Linked DNA regions of Sus scrofa: region 2 is linked to region 1. The links are chromatin contacts, called in public HiChIP or PLAC-seq maps. All regions are on one chromosome and are shown on one strand. The core of a region is the stretch at or near the end of the contact, and the rest is flanking DNA. Distances in the headings are between cores, read along the strand shown.

Region 1 (5,421 bases), core at 1,952-4,451:
TGAACAATTTACATCTTAGATTTTTTTTTTTTTTCCACTTTTAAGAGCCATACCCACAGCATATGGAGGTTCCCAGGCTAGGGGTCGAATCGGGGCTACAGCCACCGGCCTACTTCACAGCTCTCGGCCACGCCAGATCCTTGATCCCCTGAGCGAGGCCAGGGATCGAACCCGCAACCTCATGGTTCCTAGTCGGATTCGTTTCTGCCAGTGCACGACGGGAATTCCTACCTCTCAGATTTTAAGGCTTGGTTTGGAGCATCAGTCATAAGGCAGAGTAGCCCAAAGGCAAAGTACTCAGTCTCATGAACCCCTTAGGGCAAACACCTCCTTAAAATCCTTGCCCATCTGGCAGTCAGCTAAGGGAGAGGATTAATCAGTTTTGTTGGGAACAGCATTCAGAGGGACAGTCAGGACAAGGAGAAAGTGCATGTATGTATATTTGGGGTCAAAGGTAGAGGCACCATAAGCTGCAAAAGCATGAATAAGAATTTCCAGAGGAGAAGGTAAGGAGATCAAATGCAAGACCATCAGCATTGTAATTTTCTGATCTGTATGAGGGCGATGATCAGGCAGGCCACCAACCAAGCAGCTTGTGTCAAGAGCACCCCCTGTTGGCTCACACGAGGAACAGGTGGATGCCACAAACAAGAGAAATAAATGCATATGCTTCAATTTCACGAGCCTATCCAAACAAAACTTGGGCAAGGGTCTCTCTCCAGCTGTCACAAACAGAGAGCAGGGCTCTCCTGCTTTAGAGCCAAGCCATTCCTTGGCAACTCCAGACTTCTCTGCACCAAAGGGCGCTTTCAACTAGATGGGGGCTCAAGAGCCCGTGTTCAGTCCCCCACAGCTGGGCTGGCCAGCTCTCTCTTCCCACCTGCCCTGCAAAGCAGCAGTGGTGAGAAGTGTGTTATTCATCATACCAGCAGTAACCACACCGGAAATATTCCTGCTCCTCCCCAGAAAGGTCACCAGATGCATGACCCCATCACTCCACTTCCCCTGGCCCTGGGGAACTCCAAAGCGAAGTGGCAGTGAATGGGCAGGGAAGGGAGGAAAGCCACACCAGTGGTGACTGGGGAGAAGAAATGGCTGCAGAGGTTTATAAGCAAGAGCCGACGAGCCTGTGAGCAAGAAGGGGAGACATCAGTCCACACAGATGGGGAAGGGGGCTCATCATGACACCCCCAATGCTGGGACTCATCCTTAAAGCATGTCTCACTGGGAATTGCCCAACACAGGGCACGCCTCTCTCCCTGCCACCCCATCTCCGCTCTGTAGACCAGCCCACTCCCATGGTAGACAGAGAGGGGTGTGTGCAGTCCCAAAGCTCTGCTAAGCCTGGCACACAGATGGGACATGTGCCAATTCCCCAGCCTGGAATGTCCTTTATGTCCTGCTTGGCTAACTCACACTCATCTCCTCAGATCGGGCCAAGACATCACCTCCTCCAGAAAGCCTTCCTGACAGCCACCCACCGCATCAGGGTGATACGTGAGTCCACCACACCTCGCACCCACCCCATCATTGCCCATATTCCATTGCATGGGGGCCACTGGTCAGCTTCGCACCTGGACTCAATGCTCAGCCTAGAGTCTCAGGGCACGGCAGTGAACAAAACACCCCGAGTCCTTGCCCTGTGCAACAGACATTCTAGTGGATGCAAAAATTAGACAAATGGGAGTTTCCATTGTGGCTCAGCAGGTTAAGAATCCAGCACTGTCTCCATGAGGATGCAGGTTTGATCCCTGGCCTCGCTCAGTGGATTAAGGATCCAGCATTGTCGCAAGTGTAGATCACAGATGTGGCTCAAATCCAGATCCAGATCCGGTATTGTCATGGCTGTGGCACAGGCTGCAGCTATAGCTCCAATTCGACCCCTGGCCCAGGAGCCGCAGGTGCGGCCATAAAAAAGAAAATAAAATTGAGACAACGGGGTGAAGGAGCAAAGTAAAGAACCCATGCAAAGTGGGAGGGTCCTGGGAGATCCAACCGCACCTGAACGGCATCAGGGCAGAGGGGTGACGGGCCAAACACGCCTCTCGGGACCCTCTGGAGGTAGAAGCCCAGAGGAAAGGGGATGCAACAGGGCAAGAAATACTCAGTATCTCCTGCGGTCCCCATCCCCTGATGCTGGCATTGCAAACCTAGCAGGGGCTGAGGGACTACTTAGTTTTTCTTTTCCTTTGGTTGTACTTTTTTTTTTTTTTTTTTTGCCTTTTTTGCCTTTTACGGCCCCACCTGCGGCATTTGGAGGTTCCCAGGCTAGGGGTCTAATCGGAGCTGTAGCCACTGGCCTGCCTACACCACAGCCCCAGCAATGCCAGACTGGAGCCACGTCTGTGACCTACACCACAGCTCACCACCACGATGGATCCTTAACCCACTGAGCGAGGCCAGGGATCAAACCCGCCACCTCATGGTTCCAAGTCGGATTCGTTTCTGCTGCGCCACAAGGGAAACTCCTGCTGTACATGTCTTGATGCAAAAAATATTAAAGGATTTCAAAAATCTTTAAAATAAATATAGTTTGTGGTTCCTTATTCTCTCGCAGCTGCTCTCTGTCCACATAGGCGCTTCTGCCCAGGTGTCATCACACTCTAAGTTCACGGCAGGGCGGGGCAGGGTGGGGCATTTACCACCGTCAGTTATTTCCACAGCCTTTGCTCTCTTCTCCCTCCAGGGCCCTCACCCAGCCCCTGCTTGGGGTCTTCTCAGGAGGGAAGGAAGTAGATCCCCCCAGCAGCTCAAAGGGATAGTTTCAGGTCCAACAAGGCCCAGGGCCTGGTGGGAATCGGCAGCACCCCCAGCTGGGAAATCTGTTTACTACCCAGTCGTTGGGGGTGGGGGGGGAGAGGAAGGAGGAAGAGGCCGGGTGTGTGTAAAAAAGATACCACTTTTGCAAAGAGGAAAAGTGCTGTTGAAAGCAGCCAGCCCCACTTCCTGGAGACGCCAAGGCCCGGAGGCTGAAAAGCACCTGTGTTTGCCCAGATTCCAGCCCCCCATGCGCACCCCCCCCCCACCGCTGCACACCCCCCCTACAAAGCCGGGTCTCTGAGGCTGCACTTAGCTAAAATCCCCAAGCGCCCAGCCCGGCCCCCACAGGTAACTGCCATGAAGGGGGCCTCCAGCACCTCCCCCGCAGGAAGCTTCCCCCAGCAAGAAGCACCCAGCTCGAAGCTCAGGCCATAGAGGAAAGGGTGGGGTAACTCAGTGATTAAGTACATGCACTTGGGGGGAACCAGATGCGGTTCAGCGCTTAGATCCACTCTGTACCACCGTGTGAGCCACAGACTCACCTGCCTAAACCTCAGGTCCCTCAGCAATAAAGTAGCGGAGTGGGAGCACTTCACAGAAGTCAAGGGCATTAACTAAAAAATGTCTCAGGGGGACCTGCCTCTTAGAAGGTGCCCAATAAATGGTAAGAGGGAGGAGAAAAATTAGCTGCCCTGGAACCTGCCTGGGGAGGGGCCTCAGAGGTCCCTGCCCTCTGTGCTCCCACCCGCACCTCCTCCTTGCCTCCCACCCCTACAAGTGCTGCACTGGGTCCCCAAGATGATACCTTGTGTCTGAGGACCCTCCTTGACCAGGCGCTGATGCATTACAGGGAGAGAGGCTGTGACTTTGACGGTGGCCTGGTGGGTCCCCAGCAGAGGAGGCTGATGGGGCCAAGGAGGGGAGAGCAGGCCCAGAGGTGAGGTCCTCCACGCACACCCCTCCTCACAGCCACACCCCTCCTCCAGCACGGGGAGGCCCTGACCTTGACACCCCAGCTCCCACAGGATGACAGAGGGAGCACCCACCCCTTAGCAGGAGGAAAAGCCAACAGCCATAAGGGATGCCCATGGCTAGAGGGCCTGGCCCCAAGGGCCTCCAGCCCGGACACCCCAGAAGGGTGGGCACTGCTATGCCAATAGGGTTATGGTCTGGCCTCATCTAGATAGTGGGCAGGGGGCCATTTTACTGCCTCACCCCCAATCAGGCCCTGCCCTAGCTGACTTCCTCTGCTCCGGCGTCCCTGCTCTGGCTCACAGCCAGAGTAAGGAGACAGGAGGAGCTTAGGGGCCTTCAGTGGACTCACTCTGAGCTCAGGGATGCAGACGAGTCTCAGGAAAGGGCCCGGGTACCATGCTGGAAGTGCTCCCAGAGCTACGGTGAGGGCTGGGTCCCTTCTCACAGCCCCTCTCCCCACAGCCTCAAGGGCCCTGGACAGAGAGGGCAGTGCTGGCAGAGAACCTGGACTCCTGCTCAATTTCCCACTTGACCTTAAAGCACAGACCCACGTTGCATCTGGTATAAAGGGGATTTTAGGAGGCAAAGACGTAACTATCCTGCAGTTGTGGTTCAAGGTTGCATTGGGGCTGGCCAGGCTCCATCAGGAGGTGGGGGAGTATAGGACACCTGAGCTGGACTGAGACCCACGGAGTTGATGGAGAGAGAGAAGCATCGTTGTCTGCCTTCTCTGTGGGTCTCACAGTCCTGCTCTCACACAGAATCCTCTCCGAGCTTTCCATTACATCTTTAGCAAGTATCCTGTCCCTATACTTCCTTTAAAATGTCTTCAGAAGGCAAGTGCCTCTTAGCATATGACTCTGAGCCTCAGTTTTCACATCTGTAAAATGGGGACAACTGCATCTACCAGGCAGGACTGCAATGAAGATTAAATAAAAGTGTAGTGCATTTTACAACAAAAAAAAAAGGAAAAAAGATAATATTAACATATCAGTAGTGTTATTTTATGCTCTTAATAATAATATACTAATATGTGTTCAAAATATTAAATATGCAAGAAGTTGCCACTACCGTCATCATTATTGTCTAAATTTTAGATTCTGAGAGGTGTCTGAACAATCCCGCCCAGCTGGGATCTGGTTACCCCATAAGCATGAGTCAGGGGCTGAGCTTTTGAAACCAAGCAGCATTCAAGTCTTGACCGTGAATAGTGGGAAGAGGGAAGCTGAGCACAGGAAGGTCACAGGACTTGCTCGGGGTCACTTCACAGAGCAAAATCCAAGTGATTGGAAGGATTCAATCACTCTGAAGATGACAAGGCAAAGCTCAGGCCCATCAGCTTCTAGCCACGTGGTGCTTGGACAAGTGATTCACATGGCTCTGCCTCAAGGCACCTGTCTATAAAATGGGGCAATAACAGCATGAGGCTGGTGCAGAATTCAATGAGACGATTCACTTAAACACTGAAAAGAAGGCCAGGAACACTGCTCCATAATTATCTGTCATTACAGTTACCACATAATGAGAGAGAATTATTACAAGTTCATGCTGAGCAACATATTTCATCCAAGAACGTAAAAGCTGGAAGAGATGCTTGGCATCATCCAAGTCAAACCCTCACTTTACAACTGGGGACACTTGGACCAGAGAGGGTGAGTGACTTTTCCCAGGCCACACAGCAGGGTA
Region 2 (5,421 bases), core at 1,409-3,908, 140 kb after region 1:
AACACTAAGGCAGAGCTTCCCCAGACCCTCCCTGTCACTCAGGTAAGACCTGCTAACCAAGTTTTAAAATTCGTTCTTTATGAGACTGGATTATGTGGGCCACATATGAAAACGAAGGCTTTCAGTTGGATGTGGGACAAAGCATGGCCTAGGACAAAGCGTTAGCCTAGTGTCAGGGGACCTAAGACCTGTCTCTAGGCCCAGGATAAGCCCACACCATCTCCCTCCTCTTTAGCTTCCCCTATTAGTAGCTTGGAAATGACGACAATCCCCTTCATACTCTCAGACGATAGATGATGACTTAAAGATTGGCCAATGTCTTAGAAACTCTCAGAAGACTGAAGAGGTACTACTTTTCCAATAGTCAGTCTCCTGTGACAGTTAATATTTCAGCCTATAATGCCACTTCTCCCTAACTGCAACATTTCTATTTTTAACTAATGGGAATTGCTTACTGGAGCTTGATAAGAATAGCCAACTGCCTACACTGCAGTTCCCTCTTGGACATGCAGGCATCAGTTACCCAGGAAACTGGGTTCTCTTAACCAGGGTGCTGCTGGCTTGCTCCCCAATGTTACGGTTAGCTGCAGGAATAGGTAGGACACATCCCCCAAGACCAGAGATCCATCTCTTAACACCTCTCCACTCCACAGTCAGAGATATAGGCTCATGGCCAAAAGGTGGCAGAATTAGGATTCAAATTCAGGTCTGTCTAAATGCAAAAGCCCACCTTTACAAGTTGAATAAGTTATGTAAAAATCAAGTTCAGGGTAATTAAGCTGTCACTGCAAATGAGAACAATTAACTTCACCTGACTGTGAGACTGGTCCAAAGCAGCACAGAGAAGCTCAGTTACATCAGCTGGTAGCTAGGCAACTCAGATGAAATTCCAGGTGATTTTCCTCTCTTGACAGGCTGGTGTCTATCTTTAGATGGCACCCAACCCAGAAAACAGTGGCTCTCATTCCCTATCCTCTATTAAGACAATGACTTTATTTCCCCATAGCTATCTAAGGACAAACTAGCCTTTTTTTTTTTTTTTTTTTTGGCTGAGCCCACAGCATGTGAAGTTCCTGGGCCAGGGATTAAAACCGACCCACAGGAGTTCCCGTCGTGGCGCAGTGGTTAACGAATCCGCCTAGGAACCATGAGGTTGCGGGTTCGGTCTCTGCCCTTGCTCAGTGGGTTAACGATCCGGCGTTGCCATGAGCTGTGGTGTAGGTTGCAGACGCGGCTCGGATCCCGAGTTGCTGTGACTCTGGCGTAGGCCAGTGGCTACAGCTCCCACTGGACCCCTAGCCTGGGAACCTCCACATGCTGTGGGAGCGGCCCAAGAAATAGCAAAAAAAAAAAAAAAAAAAAAAAAAAAAAAAAAAAACAAACCCGACCCACAGAAGTGACAATACTAAATCCTTAACTGCTAGGCCACCAGAGAACTCCCAAGTTAGCCTTCTTCTGAGCACTTTCCTGAGGCCTGCTCTCTCTAGATCTTACTTGGATCCCCTGGGAGTCTCTCTTTGGAGGATCCCCAGTTCAAGAGGGCTTGGAGAAACCTAGGCTACCTCTCTTTACCAATTCCCAACTCAAATTCAGTCTTTTAACTTTGTTTCCTGCCCACAACTCCTCAGGTGTTCTCCCATCTCCAGTTTCATAACCTCACCCAGGGGAGTTTTAAGGCAGTGGTTCTCAAACTTTGGTGTGCATGTGAATTACCTGAAGAGTAATTACAGTGCTGACTCCTGAGCATCACCCTTAGAGATTCTGATTCAGGAAGGGACCGGGGCTCTGCATTCTAATAAGCACTCAAGGGGTGAGAAAGTAGGGGGACCAACTTGTAAGAAACACTGGAATACAGTTAGCATAAAATAAGTAGCAGAAAATAAAAGATTTGTTTGAAGAGGTTCTCAAATTCTTGGTGAGACTCAGTGTTCAGGAAACATTTAGACCTGACCTTCAGCAACAGGCTTAACATATAAGTGACTATCTCTGCAAACATTTGTCTCTGTTTATTTCTAAACATTTGTTGGCTTAGGAAAAAAATGAGGGGCTCAGAAGGCAAAGCCCCTTAGGATGTTTTCAGGTCTTAGTCTAAATTCTGGGTCAAATCTCTCACTTCCTCAGTCTAAAAACGTAAAATGTCACTAACCACATTGTATAATATGAAGATAAATCTATATGTACTTCCCAGAAACTCAGAATTCAACAGAATTACAAAATATTAATGGTGAGATGCTGGTCCAACTATCCAAAAAGCATAGGTTCTAATCTAATACCCAGCCCCCTATATCTTCACTTCAGGAATGAAAATCATAATACGGAAAGTCAGCTTTTATATGGGCTCTGGAATGTATTAAGCTGAGGTAGACTCTCATTCCTGAAGCTTAGAGTAATGGAACAAAATGCTGGATCCAGAGGCAGGAGGCTTGAGTGTGGGTTCCCACACAGTTCTAGTTCGCTGGGTGAAGCTCGGCGTCCTCATCTAAACAGTGAATTAGATGGGTCTCATCCAACCCTAAGATTCAGAGCTAAATAAAACCCCAATGCCAGACATCCAATCTTTAGTCCTCAAGAGACTCAGAGCACAGAGCTGCGGGAGCAGGCAGAACAGTAGGAACCCGAGCCCCACCACTCCACATGGCCCTGGGCAAATGACTTCACCCTTGAAACCTTTCTCGTCTGCAGAAACGAGAATGATGAAATGATAAACTCATACCAAACCACCAATAAATGTGATGCTGTCCTTTTCATTTGGCAACTGAATACCTCAGCCAGGAGGTTTTAGATCCATTCTCAAAGAGATTTTGAACACCAGAGACACTGACCATCCTGATGATGTTAGTTCTCACTCTTAAAATATCAATTTCAAACATCTGTAAATTAATTTTTTTTTTTTTTTTACACTGAAAGCCAACAACTCAGAAGTGACGCAATGAAAACACAACTTCCTGTTGCAAGTTAAATGTGGCTAGATAATCCTCTTCTTGGGGCAAGGTTCATGAGGAAAGGAGGAGGGATAAGTAGCTTTCTCACCAAGCCCAATGAAAAGATTAGCTCAAAAGGCTTCTAAAGGAGTTCCCGTCATGGCTCAGTGGTTCACGAACCCTACTAGCATCCGAGGTTGTGGGTTCCATCCCTGGCCTTGCTCAGTGGGTTAAGGATCTGGCATTGCCATGAGCTGTGGCTCTGGCATAGGCCAGCACCTACAGCTCTGATTGGACCCCAGCCTGGGAACCTCCATATGCTGCCAGGGCAGCCCTAAAAAGACAAAACAACAATAACAAAAAAAAAAAGGCTTCTAAGGAAAAGGACACTGTTCAATTCTTATTCAGACATCATCGAAATGGAAAGCAATTTAAGTAACAAGTGTTCTGATCTACACAGGTGACCATGACACGCTTGATGTTGCATCTCTAAGCCCTTTTCTCTCTCTGTGCTATTACACTAAATTTAGACATTTTCCCATCTACCAAGGAAAAAACCCCACACAAAAAGGGACTTACATTGTTATTGAGGGGTGCTAGACACTCTCTAACCTGGCTTACCTTCTCACTCAGCCTTATTCTTAGCCCTCTCTTTATGCTCTTCATTTTGGCTATACATGGTCATTTTCTAAATAGGTCCAAAGGCTGCTGCTTCTGATCATTTACTCAAAAGCACAATGCCTGGAACACAGTAGGTGATCAACAAATATTTACTGATTCAGTGAAATAATATCCATTCTCTCACCTTACAATGGTTCCTATCTTTTTTTTTGCTTTTTAGGGCCACAGCAACCTACAGCTCATGGCAACACCGGATCCTTAATGCACTGAATGAGGCCAGGGATCGAACCTGCGTCCTCATGGATACTAGTTGGGTTCATTACCACTGAACCATGATGGGAACTCTATGGTCTTCCTATCTTATGCCTCTCTCTTCTTTTATAGCCTTTTTCCTTCAAAATCTCGTTCAAGTTTTATGCCAAGATTACCCCAGACTGGGGGGGGAAGAATCTCTCCTCTTCACACAGCAGTGTTTCTATCTCTTGTACACCTACTGCATTTTTTTATTACCTTTATTTCTTGTCTCTCCTACTGGGTCATCAATTCCTATGGGGACTTGCATTACCTTTCTTTGTGTTCCTCACAGGGCCTAGAACAAATTGCACACAGTAGGCACAGATCACAAATATAGGGTTAATAAACGAATCTTTATCTTTGAGGGGAAAATGCCAACATTTGCTTCACCTTCTTCTCTCATGTTTAACTATAAAGCGAACCCCATTTTTTGCTAACTGTGGGCATTTAAGGGGATAGAAGACCTGTGATGGGTAAGAAGAGGCTGAGGATAACAACAGAGACTCTTCTCCTCCAGGCAGAAAGGACAAGTCAGGGAGAAGGTGGAGTCAGTGGAGAGAAAAGTGGAGAGAGAAAAGCAGGCTGGACTAGAATGTGGTAGACTACAACATAATACTCTTTAAGCCACTGATCCTCTCAGAAACAACAAAGTGCCATTAATTAAAATAGTCACAAATTGTCAGGCACAGGTAAATCATAAGCTGCTCCTAGACATCAAAAACATCGCTGGCATCCTCACATGGCGGACGGAAGAGACTCAAAGAGCTGCACTAATAGCACCGACCTAAGGCTTCATGTGGCTGGATGTGGCTCCTGGAGGTGCAGGGTTCAGACCCCACTGGAATCCACAGTTCAGTCTGGATAACCTCACAGAGAGAATATTTCATTCTCCTTCTCCTCTGAGAACCTGGCTAGTTTCCAACCTATGACCTTCCAGGTGCAGACTCCAGTAGACTAAACAGTAACTGGGGAGAGAGCACAGGAGCATCCCAGAGTGCACAGCCAAGCAGGACTCTCCCTTCTAAAGAAGGTGCTCAAGCAGAGCTTTCTGAGAAAGAGGATGATGTCGACAGGCCCAGAGAAGATATGCTACTGTGCCAACACAAGCGCCACATAAAGGAGAAGGGAAGGGCCAAGGCAACGACCGGCCAAGCAAAGGACTACTGAAATGATCGAATCCAGCATCAGGGGCATCAGGCACTAGCGTGGCAAGTGCAGCAGTACGCTGGGAAGAACAAAGAACAGGCTCTATCTTGGCTTTACCACTAAATTAGCAGTGTAATTAACCCCAGGCAGTAAGTTTATAATTTAAGCCCCATCATCTGTAAGCAGAAAAGTCAGTAAAATGATCTAAAAGTCCTGTTCTTGCCCTGTGGGTACACAAGTGTGCGCAGTCATGAAAGTCAGCCCTGATCCCCATGCTCGACAAAACCCAAAGAAAATTGGAGTGAGGACAAATACAAATATTGACCCACACTCCAACATGACATGACATGTCTGATAGCCTCCTCTGCCTCAGATACAACCTGGTTTAACTCTGGATATATACATACACATATAAAGAACAAAAGACAAGGAAAAGTAT

What was found. HiChIP or PLAC-seq counts read pairs in DNA pulled down with a chosen protein or histone mark.
Region 2: a contact with region 1 is called in an H3K27ac HiChIP or PLAC-seq map of alveolar macrophages. The contact joins two enhancer-like sites. A contact is called at or near these places in 2 of 2 datasets of contacts at active chromatin or transcription factors (alveolar macrophages and skeletal muscle).

Annotation. Positions count from the first base shown.
Region 1 is chr7:92,586,695-92,592,115 of Sscrofa11.1, forward strand. All of the region lies in intron 1 of ACTN1 (actinin, alpha 1), which reads right to left. Among named protein-coding and RNA genes, the nearest start is that of ACTN1, 55 kb to the right of the region's middle. Within about 2 kb of position 3,202, at least 22 of the 83 cell types and tissues checked have an H3K27ac peak or open chromatin away from gene starts, as enhancers often do. A contact at or near this core is called in alveolar macrophages, where this site is marked.
Region 2 is chr7:92,722,278-92,727,698 of Sscrofa11.1, forward strand. The region is part of intron 8 of DCAF5 (DDB1- and CUL4-associated factor 5); the gene reads right to left. Among named protein-coding and RNA genes, the nearest start is that of ACTN1, 80 kb to the left of the region's middle. Within about 2 kb of position 2,659, at least 5 of the 83 cell types and tissues checked have an H3K27ac peak or open chromatin away from gene starts, as enhancers often do. A contact at or near this core is called in alveolar macrophages, where this site is marked.